2 separate regions of the Mus musculus genome follow, and region 2 is linked to region 1. Evidence: chromatin contacts called from public Hi-C data. All regions are on one chromosome and are shown on one strand. Each heading gives the region's core, a stretch centred on a gene start, on an enhancer-like site or on the middle of the called end of the contact. The rest is flanking DNA. Distances are from core to core; before and after follow the strand shown. Region 1 overlaps Gm12506 (a long non-coding RNA gene). Region 2 has its middle 79 kb from the start of Gm12511.

Region 1 (7,155 bases), core at 1,795-4,294:
AGTGCTCTGCCACTGAGCAACACTCCAGCCTCAGTGACCCTTTTTACCAATATATAGCACTTGGGTACACACACGTCTGCACATGTATGCTTGTGTATCCACAGCAAAGACTAGTCCTGCTTTGGTCTCAAACTCAGACTGACCTTCCTGCTTCAGTGTCACCCTTGAAAAAAACTGCACCTAGCTGGTTTTTGGAGTTGTTGCTTTTTATGTTTCTATTGTTTTTAATTATGTGTATGTTTTTAATTATGTGTATATGGGGGTGGGATATGTGCACGCGAGTACAGTATCTGGGTGAACCACCTATGTGGACCTGCCTAGAAACCAAACTCTGGTCCTCTGCAAGAGGAATATGTGTTCGTAATCATTGAGCCTCTGCTGTAACACCAACCAGGCAGACTTGGAGGTGTCTGTAGGTAGTGCAGGCTGATTCTACATTTTATATGAAAACATGCAGGACCAAGAGAACCAAGCTGGAGCTTCTATGAGAGCTCACATCCCAGAAAACTACAACTGTGTGGCTTCAACACAAACAGACTGCAGACTGGAAGGGAACCCACAGATTCATAAGCACACCCCACTGATTTATGACGTACGCAACGCTTCAGCCCAGAATGAATGGTGGCTGCTTTCAGTAAGTGGGGCCAAATCAACTGGATAAATGCACTTTTAAAAATTAAGAAACACACATTAAAATTAATTCCAGATGAGTTGAAGCAAAACAATAAGATGTTTTTCTAATATACATGAACACATATACATGTGCACACTCGGTGTTGTGTGCACATCCATGGTATGCACATAGTAGAATAAGCTGTAGTATAAGCAAAGTTTCCAAATGAGGACAAGAACGACCAGCCACTAAATGCATCAAACCAATAAACTGAATGACATCATAAGCAAAAAATGATGGTTCGGCCAGATGGCTCAGTGGGTAAAGGCACTTGCCCTCAAGCCTGATGGTCCCTAGAAGTCGCGTGATAGAAACAGAAAAATGACCCCAAAAGCTGTCCAGTGACCTCCTCTTATATACCATGGCTCAAGCACATGCTTGTGTACACACACACACACACACACACACACACACACACACACAGACACTAAATGTAATTTAAAAATGAAAAGCGCTCATCTGTAGGCTTGTGACGACACAAGCCTACAATCTCAGCATTCGGGAGGCAGAGGCAGGAGAATTAGGAGTGCCAGGGCAGCGTTGGCTGAATGAGACCCCGTCTCAGCACAAGACACACTAATGCAGGGCAGCTCATCAGGAGACCTCACTAAGTATTTAGAAGTTTATATTTTCAAAAGTCTATCTGGCAAAGGTTCAGAAAATAATATGATATGATATGATGAGCGAAGACCTCCTGAAAGTGCAGTCAAATGCAGTCATTTATATAACGATAGTCAGGATGGTAGGAAAACAATGGGAGAGAAGAGTCTGTCTCTCTGTGTCTCTCTGTCTGTCTGTCTCTCTTTCACACACACACACACACGCACAAACACACTTGGCCCACCATATCAGCAGATTACTCATACATGAATCAAAAACAGGCCAGCAATTTGTTTCCTAAGACAACAATTCACATAGCTCTGGTGGCCTTGAACTCCTGATCCTCCTCTAGCATTTAAAAGATGTGTATGTGTGTGTGTGTGTGTGTGAGAGAAGAGAGAGAGAGAGAGGGAGAGAGAGAGAGAGAGAGAGAGAGAGACCTGTAGGCCTGTGTGGGAGCAAATCTGAAACACAGGATGTGTGTGGTAGAGGTGTCACCTTTACGTGGTTTACAGAGATGGAACTCAAGCTGCTGGCCTAGCACTGCAAACCCTGTTGCCAGCGAAGCCATCTCATAGGCCATTTTTAAGGATGTCTCTGAGCTAATTAAATACAGACAGTTTCTCATGGCTACTTCCTAAGCTATCCAGTGTAACAACTACTTATCTAACATTTACACTGCATGGAGTATTATATGTAAACTGAGGGGAGGGTGGAGACAGAAAACACAAAAGAAGATATGCTAGAAATATGCAAATTATGCAAGGAGTGGAGTGTGCTCAGATTTCTGGTGTTGCAGGGTCTCGAGTCCAATCCTCTACAGATCTTTAGGCACAACTATATGTTCAAAAGGCTGATACACAACTGGGAAGGGCACAGGGAAAATTCAAATTAAGCCCACCCTCAGACCTGCACAATGGAGGGCTGAAATAGAAAAGTCTGGAAGCCTCAGTCCTGGTGAGATTACAGAGTGAGTCAAGCCCTCCTTCCTGCTGGGAGAGTGATTATTCCCACACTGAAATTGCTGCTGCTCTCATTGTTGTTGTTGTTGTTGTTGTTGGTAAGTTTGGGGTTGTTTGTTTTGTTTTGTTGTTTTGTTTTGAGACAGGGTCTCTCTCTATACACAGCTCTGACTGTTCTGAAACTCTCTTCATTGACCAGCCTAGTCTCGAACTCACAGACATCTGCTTACCTCTACCTCCCAAGTGCTGCAACTAAAAGCAGTTATTTTGTGTTTTGTTTGTGTTTGTGTTTTTGAGACAGGGTCTCATGTAATCCAGGCTAGCATTCACCATGTAGTCAAAAATGACCTTGATCTTCTCACTGTCCTGCCTCCACCTCCCAAGCAAGTGCTGGGACACCAAACATATACAACAAACCTTGTTTCTGTGGTGCTGGGAAGTGAGCCCAGGGCTTCGCACATACAACAGATGAACTGCATCCACAGCCTGCGCTTCTCCTTTTAATGATGAGTTTACTGAAGTCCAGAAAATAATCTGCTCACACCCTTGTCCGTACCAGGTCAGAGGAGGTGTGAGGTGGTGGCCAGGAAGCTACCACGGCTGTCATCACCCTACTTGTGTGCTTCGAACTGTAGACGATATCTGCCTTCTCCATCCGCAGCAGAAACCTCGAGTCCTTTGTCTTCTGTCTGTTCTTTTACCCAGACATGAAACACTCCCATTTCTCTGCTTGGCATCTTGCTAAAGTCTGAATACACCCCTGGGAATGAGGCTTAGTTCTGCCCAGACTGGAGAAACAAACAGACGCACACAGAAAACAACATGTGTTTCCAATCGCATCCAAAGACCCAACGCTTTCTGCCTATTCTGAAATGTGTCCCCAGAGAACACGCCTAGCAGTCAAGGTTAAGGTCATTTTAATTTCTCTACAGGTTCAAATTGCAAAATCACCCTCTGAAAAGATTGGACCAGAATACACTAGAGGCATATATTTGCCTCTTTTGCTCCTCCTCCTCCTCCTCCTCCTCCTCCTCTTCCTCCTCCTCCTCCTCCTCCTCCTCTTTTGTCAGTGTTTCTGGCGATATAGACTATGTGCCTTTCCAGATCTCTTCACAACTGTTAAAACTACACTAAACAAGTAGCAATGGTCTTGCCTCTTTCTCCCAAGTGCCAGGATCACATGACTGTGCCACCATTCTCGACTGTTTGGGGTTTTTTTTGTTTGTTTGTTTGCTTGCTTGCTTTTTTGTTGTTGTTTTGATTTGGTTTTGTCTTTGTTTTGTTTTGTTTCGTTTCGTTTTAACTTCCCCAGGTAAGAGTCTTGCTCTGTAGCTCATCCCTGGCCTGGACCTCACTGTACAGCTCAGGGTGTTCCCACGCTCATAGCTGTCCTGTCTCAGTCTCTGGGCTGGGACTGCAGATGTAAGCCTCTCTTCTACTCTATCTATTGCTGTGATAAGCACACTTTAGACAAAAGCAGCTTGAGGGAAGATATGCTTTATTTCAATTTATAACTAACCCCAAGTCATCACTGAGGGACACAACATTTGCCATTCTACACAACATTACCTCTGACTAAAGAAAACTCTCACTGCACAGACAAGAAGCACAACAGGACCCACAGAGGCTATTGCTTGCTAGCTGCCTTTTTCACCTGCTCGTACTCAGCTGGCATTGCCTAGGGGTGGTGCTGCCCATAGTGCCCTGAATCTGCATATATCAACTGGCAATAAAGACAGTCCCCCCAGAGACATGCCCACAGGCTAATCCTGTGGTAATCCTCAGTTAGAGCTCTCCTCTCATATGATTAGGCTGCCAACTGACAGAGCCAATCCGGACAGCCACCATGTCTGGCATAAAGACAATTCCTTACAAATGCTGTTGGCCGGCTTCCTTCTTTCCTTCCTTGCTCCTTCTTTTTTTTTTCCTTCCTCTCTTCTCCTTCTGTCCTCCCTTCCTTCCTTTTTCCCTTCCTTCTTTCCCTCATTCCTTTCTCCCTCCTTCCTTTTTCCTTCCTTCCTATAATTGGCAGTTCACATATTCTTACACTTTAATATTATTTTTTTTGACATTTTGAAACAAAGAAGTTTTCATCCACCATTCTGCAAATATTTTTCCCATGTTTTGATTCTTCCCTTTTATTGATGGTAGTTTTTTTCCCTTAGATATATCAACTTTAAATGTTTTATAGTAAAATCTGTTTATTAAAGCTTCTTTATTTTTACAAGGTATTCAAGAAAGACCTTTCCATCTCTAAACTATAAAGTTTATTTCTGGCTGATGCTGTTTTCCTGCATGGATTGTAGGCCAGCTTGGAATACACAGCAAGACAGTGTCAAAAATACAAAAGGAAAGAAGAAAAGGAAGGGAAGTTGATAGGAAACAAGAAAAGAGAGGAAGAGAAGGGACAGAGTAGGAAAGCTGACGAGGAAGGTGTGATGTTTGAATAGGTTTGGCCCCCACAGACGCATGTGTTTTAATGCCTGGCTCATATGGAGTGACACTATTAGGAGGTATGACCTTGTTGGAGGAAGTGTGTCACTGTGGGGGCAGGCTTTGATGTCTCCTACACTCAAGTTACACCCAGTGTGGTACACAGCCTCCCTCCTGTTTTGTCTGCAGATCAAGATGTAGAACTTCTTGAAGCTCCTCCCACATCATGGCTGCCTGCACATTGCTAGGCTTCTCGTCACAGAGATAATGGAATAAACCTCTGACACTGTAGCCAGCCCCAATTAAACATTTTCTTTTATAATAATCATCCTGGTCATTGTGTCTCTTCCCAGCAATAGAAACACTAAGACAGAAGTGTAGTCACGTTATATAGAGAATCAAATACTTAAGTACAAGAGAGAGCTTAGAGCAAGGAAGCAGTCCTGTGCAGCTATCAGTTCCAAGAGGGACAGCACTGTGTAATGACTGCTGTAACATCTACTCCAGCGGTTCTCAACCTTCCTAATATTGGACCCTTTAATACAGTTCCTCATGGTGTGGTGACCCCAATCATAAATTTATTTTGTTACTTCATGTATGTAATTCTGCTAGTTATGAATCAAAATATAAATATCTGATATGCAGGATATCTGATATGTGACCCCTGTGAAAGGGGCATTTGACCACCAAACGGGTTGTGTCCCACAAGGTGAGAACAACTGTTGCCCTTCTGTACTTGGGTGGTGTGGGGAAAGAGAATTTGCTACCAGAGGCTCTCCCTAGCAATCAGTAGAGGGGATTGTCCCTCTAGGATCCAGAATGGAGATGTAGGCTACAGGGAAGGAGTCTCAGGTATTGCAAAATGTGAATGGTGGAATTACAGCAAGAAAGAGAAGAGGAGAGCTCCCTGACATCCTAGTCCCGCTCTCTGCTTCCCTGCAGTCAACTACCCATCACCAGCCTGGCCTTCGCCCTCTCTGTTAACCTTGGAGAGTACCCTCAGGTTACTGACATTAAGTTTTGACTTCAATGCTTCCCTTTCCTTCTTTCCTCTTTCCCTCCCCCTCTGGCATGAATGAGCTCAGGTTTTGATCTCAAGGTGTAGACTTAAGCTTCTGATCCTCCTGCCTCCACGTCCTGATTCTGGGGTTACAGATATGCACACATACTCTGGTTCAAACCCAAGGCTTCGGGAATGCTAGGCACATGCTCCATCCCCAACCCCATACCCTTCACCACACTACAGCCTGACATCAATCTACCACATAAGCCTAGCACATCTCTCCCCAATCAGAACCAGACTTTTCAGTGCATATTCAAGAACATATGGCTATTACTGGACTATTCATCTTCCCCCAAAGGCAGGCATATGCTTGCTTGTGTGTATGCCTCTCTAGCTAGATGACCTGCCCTGCACATATCCTGGGTTCAAATACTACCTTTATTATGCCTTCCCGGGCTCCATCTTCTCATATGTCATATCTCACCAAATGCTGAAAGCCAAAAGCCTTTTACTTTATGTGATGTTTTGAATGAGAATGGTACCCATAGATCATATGTTTGAATACTTGGTCCCTGTTCAATGGAAGTGTATGGGAAGGTGGAGTGGAAATGTCTGGTTTCTTTGGAGACTCAATTGTGTCATGTGATGTTTTTCTGGAAGCTGTCTTATGAGAGGATGTTTTGCTGAAGCAGACGCATGAGAGGGTGTTTTGCTGATACAGGCACATGAGAGGATGTGTGATGTTTGGAAAGAGTATAAGTAGAACCCAAAACACAGTGAAGGAGGCTCTTGCATTGGTTTGCCTTGCAACACTTTGCTGGGCTTCACTGATCTTCACTTGTGATTTCTTAGAGAGAAATGAGCCAAAGAACTTCTCATGGTATTCTGGCTGCTTCTTGCCACTCCCTTGGACTCATGCCAATGTGGTGAAGCCTCGCAGTCTCTTCTGGATCAAGCCACTGCTACTTATTCATGTTTAGTGTGTTGGACTAGACTGCTAATATCCTGACAACAAAGAATAGAATTGCCCCAAAGAACTACTTCTAGACAGGTTCCCATCCTCTTGTCCTGTTAACTATTTTCTCCCCTACCTTTGGTCAGTGAGGTAGAAGGGCGGGTGAAGCACTTAAGAACCCTTATTAAGAACCCTTAGAAAAAAGGAAGGATTAGGAGATGTGGACTTGTTGAGGGACATATGTCACTGAGGACAGGCTTTAGATTGCAAAAGTTCTAACCTAGGAACATCTGAATTATTAGCAGTCTATCATTCCCTGAAAAAATCTAGCCTGAGACAACCACCAGTCTGGTGTCAGGGGACCCACACAGGGAGCTAGCCTGAGATGATCAGCAGTCTGGGCACAAGCAGGCCCCAGTGGCTCCCAGGACTTTTATAGATAGACAAGATAGACACTAAAACTCCACCTGGGACTGAGAGTCCCAGATAGAAGTGAGCTTGAGACAGATGACCCTCACATGGGGCTACT
Region 2 (7,155 bases), core at 1,604-4,103, 88 kb before region 1:
TTAGCTTAGCTTATTTTGCAAATGAATACATGGAAACCCAGAGTGGTTTGGCCATGATTAGGTCCAATTAGCCCAGAGCTAATGTATCAAAGGAAGCTAAGGGCTTTCCCTGGGTGCTACTGTGTGGACAGAAAGCAACAACAATAGGATTTTCAGTGATGCATGATGTAGAGGCAGTAACAATGTGGGAGGTAGCTGTCTAAGAAACATTATTGCTGCAAGGATCAAATTCTATCTGCTGTGAGTGCAGACCCCACAGCATTCGAACTCAGTGGGCTGGTCTCAGTGCACCTGTGTACTCCTCCCTCCCCAAGTGGGGTCAGGAAAGAGAAAATCCCATAGTGGAGCAACAGGAAGAACCAGAGAAAAGGACCCCTGCCTGGCTGCAGCCTGGATGCTCATTCCCACCCTATGTGATGTTAGCATGTACCCAGCCTTTCCATGTCTTGACCACTGTGGACAAAGTATGTTTGAAAGAGAATGGACAACCTTCTCACCCTCTGGATCCTGAAAGCCCTGACTTCAGCTTGCCTGGAATCATGAGCAAAGGCATTATTCTAAATTATGCCTGCATTGTCGGAGTCTAGCACTTTTCATTTCTTACGTTTCAGAAGGCCGGGTTGACCCGCTGGCTTTCCTAACGAGATGGCAAATGAGATATTTTCCCTACTTAGCTGTGTGATCTTCAGCATCCATCTAACCTCTCAGACCCTGAGTGTCCACATCTACCCAGTGGGAGGAGAGGGGAGGGGAAAGGGGGGATTGGTGGAGGGGAGGGGGGAGGAATAAAGGGAGGGGAGTGAAGGAGAATCTCTCCAGATTTTTGCCCCGTAAGGCCATGTGTGCAGAGTACTAGTTAAAGGCACCACAATGGGCTTCTTCAGTCTAAGGTTAGTGATAGGATCTGGGCTCACTAAGTCCTTTACATGCCTTGTCCTAGCTGACGTGCACAGCATCCTTCGAGCACACTCTGTCTCAGCCCCGTTGAAACTGAGACTCACTTGGAGCCAAAAAGTAACTTCCCTGAGAAAGTGTAGAGCTAAGTGAGAAGGCCGAGAGGTAGGAACTCAGCCTCTGGGTATTGGGATGAGGGCAGACACCGTCAGAGGACAATCTGCCTGAAGAAGACATAATGCTATCTCCTGCCATAACACAACTCAGAACCTGAAATACTTCTGTCGTCCCTCCACCAGCCCCTCCACAAGCCCCAGACCATGTGCACTAGCTGGGGAGAGAAGTGATGGGACAGGGGGCAAGAACAGGCCATCAAGACCCCAAGACTCTGAAGTGAAGGAAAGGAGACATCAGTATCTAACCTAGGACAACCGGGGTGTACTAGAAAACGAGGCCTCCTCGTGTGATTTTTTTCAGAGCACCCAGTCACCAAAGACAGATGTGTGGAGAACAGCTGGAAAACAGCCTTTTATCTGCCACCCAGCAGGTGGTATAACTGGATGATATACTTGGCTCAAGTGACTGTCAACCATGGGAGGGAACTATCAAAAGATTCAACAGTGTTGCAGGGGAGTACAATGAGTGGACAGCAATGAGTTAAACCTATGTCTTTGGAATTAGCCCCATTCTTCTTCTGAGGTTGTACAAACTTGGCCCAGCTGTGACCCTTTCCTGGGTCTCTGGAAGAAAGGTGAGCAAACCTGCCTTAAAGGAGAGTAAGTGACAGTGCTGTGTGAAGCTGCTGAAATATCCCAAAGCTAGGAGCCAGGTGCGGAGCTCACCTGTCACAGAGACAGGGAACGGACTCTTTGCGCCCCTATCTGAGAAAACCCAAACATAAATCATCCTTTGAAAAGGGTGCCTTGGGTGCCTCTCCTTGCAGGGGCTCGAGCCCTTTCCAAACATCCACACCCCCTTTAATCCAGGTAAACACTGAAAGAGAAACGCCTGGAAAAGTGGCGCTTTTTTTGATGTATGCAGGCAATGAACAAATGAGGCTCAGCTTCTACCGTAAGGTCACAGGAGGCTCCTGTGGGTTAGGGAACAACCTGCCACTGACTGTTAGCTAAGCTGCCCTCAAGACTGGAGAGCAGAGAAGCAGCTAGAAAACCCCTGTTGTGTGTGCTAAGTATTGCAACTCGCAGTTCTAAGAGAATGTAAGAAGAAACCGAAGAGACTCGGACAACAGAGCTAAACTTTTATTTATCCCCCTCCTGCTTGATTTGAGTAGGATCTGTTAGTCCAAAAGTAGTAACAGGATACAAGGAGGGAGGAGGGGAGGCGAGATGCTTTAGACATGGAAATTGACGTCTTTCCCCTTCTTTTTAGTTCAAAATCAAAAAGGGAATTCAAGGAGAAGAGACTAGAGCGGGTGGGGGGGGGGGGGGGGGAAGAGAGGAGAAGAGAGCGAGGAAGAGAGGAGCCCGGAGTCGTCCGCAGTCCGCGGGCTTCCTACCCGCAGAGCCAGGACCGAAAGCGCTTTTCCGCAGCCGCCGCGGGCTCGGAGCTTTTAAGGGTTTCTAATCCTGGAAGGCTGTCTGACATCACCCCGTTTCTTGTCGGCTGATGTTTCGTACAAGCCTCTCATTTCCTCAGCGATCTCGGAGCCGCCAATTACTGCCCCGATCTGGTGTTTATGTTTGCCCGGTCCTGCGCCTGGCCCCGCGCCCGCCCGCGAGCCTGCGCTTCCCTGGCCGCGCGGCCCGAGGGGGTGGGTGGGGGGCCCTGGCCCGCGCACCCCAGCGCAAGGGAGGGGTCCCCCTTCATTTTTTTTCATTGACTTCAGCACCATGTGATCAGGAAGTCTGGCCTCCCTCCATTTCCCCTCCCGACTGAAGGGAAACATTGTGTAGCAGCCTGCCGCGGCCACTGGTGGGATGGCCTTCGCTGGCCTGACGTAGGGGGATAAAAATAACCGGCATATTTAAGGCCGGAGCAGGAATCCCGGCGCTCACACGCGGCCTGGTCAGTTCCCGACGCCGCCAGCAGCGCTCTGCGCAGCATCCTAGCTGCTGCGCCAGCCAGCTCGGGAGTGCCTGCACCGCACATCTTGCCCTTGACCTGGGGACCCAGGCCTTGGAGAGGCACCTCGCAGAGCCCTACCCTCTCCATCCTCGGCGGCCTTGCGTTCTGTGTGCTGCCTCCCTAGAGATGAGAAAGGAAAATGCACATCAGGATGGCCTCAGAGAAAGTGGCCAAGAAGCCTGATGCTCCCAAGGTTAATACAGCCTTTGTCTCAGGGGAAGGTGACAACAAGCTGCCACTCCAAAAGCTGCATGCCTCCAGCCAGGCTCAAATCAAGTCCCTTCTACACCTCCCTTTTATACTGGAACTGCGTGTTTCGAAGATTTACAAACATGTGGGAGAGCGAAAAAACAAAGCAGCAGCATTTATCAAGGCCAACTTCATCAAATAAAACAGAAAAGATCCACCATCATCACTACGCCCCTAGAATACCTAGTAGTCTGAAATAATATGATTTCCCAGTAACTTGTCCAGCTGTTGCCCACCCCACCCCACCCTACCCCACCCCCAGCCAGAACACTCAGGCTGCCCCCTACAGCCCTTCACTGGGGCCGCCAGCTATGCAGGGACCCAGAAAACAGAAAAGGAGGAATATTCCTTGTGCCTAGATGTGGAAGCCCTCATATCCCACAAGCACCCTCCCTCCCTGTGAATCTGTCTGCAGCTGGCATTCTCCTGCTCATGCCCTCGGGTAAACCTAGTGCCCTGTACAAGAATTTCGGACCTCTTATTTTTACACAAAGGGAAACTGAGGCTGGGCGAGGTGAGTCAATGTGCTGATAGGACTTTCTGCACCATCTCCGTTCAGTTGCATCATCCATGCCGTGGCGATTTCTCACTTCGTGGAAGGAAGCCAACTCAGTTCTGCTGCCCCTCCTCCTCAGCTCCAATCCAGCCCAGCAGAGGTGAGTTCTCTGACCTGTGGAAACCTCACCTCTGCTCCATACACAAGTTTTTACTCCCAATTAAAAATGAGAAGTCTCCCTGTCTTCCGTTGTCTAAAGTAACAAGATATTCCAAAATTTCTGGCACAGTGACTCTCCTAAAAAGCCAAATGTTATGAGGAAAAGGAACGGACACCCTCCCTCCCTCCCTCCCTCCTTCCCTCCCTCTCCACTTTTTGGTATTACAGGGATGACAAATATCTATTTGTCCGGGTGGACGAGGCAAAGAAGTATTCCCTAAGAAAGACTGAGATTTAACCACCTCAGAGGAGGAGACTCCAAGGATAGATGTGACTTGGCTGATTCTGCAGCTCCCAGCACACTGACTGACAATTGCTGTTCTTGACCCATAATAATTAGACTGAATGGATAGAAGGGATGAGGGAAGCCAGGTACAGCAGATCAACCGAGGTACATCAGAAATGTGTGGTCTGGTCAAAGCTTTAGTGACTAGTGATAGTCACATTACCATATCCCTGGAAGGTAGATGCCATTGTCCCCGCTGTGAGTGTACAGAAAGTGCCACAATATGAAAGTCTGAGCACAGCATTTGAACCCAGACAGCTTACTTCCAGAAGCTGTGTTCTTAACTACTAGGCTAAATTCCAAAAAGCTGAGATGTCAGAGAAGCACCCACCCTTCCCTAGGCACCTCCTTGGTTCCATGAGGCTGAGTCCTGAAGAAGAAAAGGCTTTGTCTCTCAAGGCCCCAGGTCTCAGAGAGAGAAGCTTGAACACACAACTGGACTACAAGTACCTCACAGGCAGACATGGCACACCCTCTTCTCAGTTACCCTACATCGCTGACACAAATGTCTGTTGAAATGGTTACTCCTTACAGAAGCCAACCTCTGGACCATCAGCCATCTTCCCTATTTGCATCGAATGTAGCTAATGACTATGACATCAATCAAGCCTACCTAGCTGCTTTTCCTCTGGCCTGAGAATATCTGAGGACAGAAATAGTGACTGGCCTGGTCAGTATGGGGACAGTGGCCACTCACTTAATATTGATAATGGATGCACACAACGCATTAGCCCTTCACTGCCCTCCTTATCGATCAGTATAGGCCCCTGGTGACCATCACTCTGACTTTCAGTGTCTCAGCACCTCATCTGCTGCCCCACAGAATTTGCCACAGATGTTTTTTGACTTCCTTCTTCTTTCCCATAAACTCACGAATGCAGAAACCACCTCGATTTGCCTACCACAGTACACCCCACTTGGATTAAAGTGCCCCACACATTGTGACGCTCAGTAAACACTTAAGAAGTCGATGAGCAAACGAATGAGCAAGTGAATGAAGGAGTATGCAAATGCATGAATGGATGAATGGATCAACATTGCGTGAAGCAAGCCTTATCTCTTCATTTACAATAAGTCTATTCCAAAAGTCAGTCGGGACTATGGAAAGCCACTGAAATAATGCCACTGCCCACGTTATATTCATAAAGTAAGTGCTTTTTGTTTGTGACCACTCCAAATCCAAGACTCATCCATATTGAAGATAAAAAAAACGACATAAAAGGGGGTCATTGAATGAGGCCCTTCTTCTCGTACAATGTGGGCTCCAGTGGCCACTATCGTTAGAGCTACACACAGACTCTCTTTATGCCTCTCTGTTTTCATTAGCTCGGGTAACTTGCCAACGAGTGATCCTTTGGGGCTGAAATTTTCCATGCTGGGTCTTGGCAAAAGGTGAATTTTGGGGAAAAGTTTGAATAAAATCCCTTCAGCCATTTTTTTTTTTTGGTTTGATGAGGATTAAAAAAAATACATTTTTTCCCTCGCCTTTAATTGAAGACATTTTTAGGCCACAGGAAATGCCAGTTCAGTTGAACTTTGAAAAAAAATGGAACTGAGATCTAAACCCACCTAAGGAAACAGGGGAGATCATTTGGGACTCAAGAAATTTTTTTAATTAAAAAAAAAAGTCCAAAAATGTCCTTTAAAACTGTGTTGCAGCAGCTTTAGCACCCATGGTATCTGCTCTCAGAGCCTGGGCTGTATAAGTCTCTCCGTTATTTTAGCAGATCACAAAGGCTCGAGCCATTTAGAAGGGTTATAAAGCTTGGATTTCAGCTCCTCTGCCGTGACATATGATAGCACTTCTCGCTTGCTTTTGTCTCAAGAATCTTTCTGTACCAGGAATATATGGTTTGAACAATCGCCTCTAAAGAGAACAAAGCTGGGGTTCCTGGCACGAAAGGATCGTTCCTTCAAAGCCAATCACGCAATTTGCTTTCGGGAATTTTCTCAGACAAATGCTAACTGGACTATTTTATCTGGTATTAGATTTTCTCAATATTCTATCCAATATCAGATTCTTGCTTTCTTATTCATGGGAAACTACCAGGCACCGGGCACGTTAGCATTCTTGCCACAACATTTTTCTCAGAAAGCAGTGAGGAGTTAGAAAAGCCTGGGTTTGAGTCTCAACAAATTCCACAAGCTCTCTATGACTTAGTTTATTTGCCAGAGTAATGGGAATAATGGCATTAACTCAATAGACACGGTGGTGATTGGCTTAGGCCAAATGTCCTCCCCTTACTTTCTACAGTAAGTGGTATGGAATTGGTGCTTAATAAACAGCAATGTCTCTTCCCCCACCCTCATCAGGTTCACTCAGATTTCTCCCACCTTTGTGCTATCTAGTTGGCTCTTTGTATCTCTTTGTCTTAGGAAACGAGCTAGGTGACTCCTCTGATCTGAGGGCTCCAAAAAACAGCAGAATCAAAATAATACTAGCCATACATTTGGATCCATGCTGGCTCTTTGCAGGGCTGTCAGCACATGCACCCTCTTCAGATGTCCATGTGTCCTCCTCTCCTACCCGAGGGATCCTTCCCACCTTTGTCACTTTAGGAAGTAGCTGGTTTATCAGACAAACAGATGAATGAGAGGACAACTTGGCACCTTCTTCCTTATAGACAATGACTTCTAAGCAAGCTTTATTTTAACACACGCTGTATGAGACCCAGGACCTGCTAGGATTGCTCACTCACCTGGATGGATTTATATTAAAAAATGTGCTACGTTTCAAGACACCTTACTCTCCAAGTGGTTCTATTTAGCAATAGGCAGGCAGCAGCCTCCAACCAAATCTTCCTTGAGCCCCAACTTCTATTCAAGTTTCTCCACTGCATAGATACAGAAAGGCTTCGACAGAAGAAAACACTACAGGAATAAACAGACAAAAGAGGGGAGTGAGGGAAGAAGCAAGGAAGGGAAG

The links. A called contact is a pair of places that touch in the nucleus more often than the background predicts.
Region 2: a Hi-C map of uterus shows a contact between it and region 1, with 4 times the contacts expected there. The contact joins two enhancer-like sites. A contact is called at or near these places in 4 of 484 Hi-C or Micro-C datasets (embryonic fibroblasts, germline stem cells and uterus) and 3 of 115 datasets of contacts at active chromatin or transcription factors (bone marrow-derived macrophages, embryonic stem cells and pancreatic cancer cells).

What each region holds. Positions count from the first base shown.
Region 1 is chr4:55,559,135-55,566,289 of GRCm38.p6, reverse strand. All of the region lies in intron 1 of Gm12506 (a long non-coding RNA gene), which reads right to left. Among named protein-coding and RNA genes, the nearest start is that of Gm12511, 9.1 kb to the left of the region's middle. Within about 2 kb of position 3,044, at least 28 of the 459 cell types and tissues checked have an H3K27ac peak or open chromatin away from gene starts, as enhancers often do. A contact at or near this core is called in uterus, where this site is marked.
Region 2 is chr4:55,646,964-55,654,118 of GRCm38.p6, reverse strand. No RefSeq gene overlaps it. Among named protein-coding and RNA genes, the nearest start is that of Gm12511, 79 kb to the right of the region's middle. Within about 2 kb of position 2,853, at least 310 of the 459 cell types and tissues checked have an H3K27ac peak or open chromatin away from gene starts, as enhancers often do. A contact at or near this core is called in uterus, where this site is marked.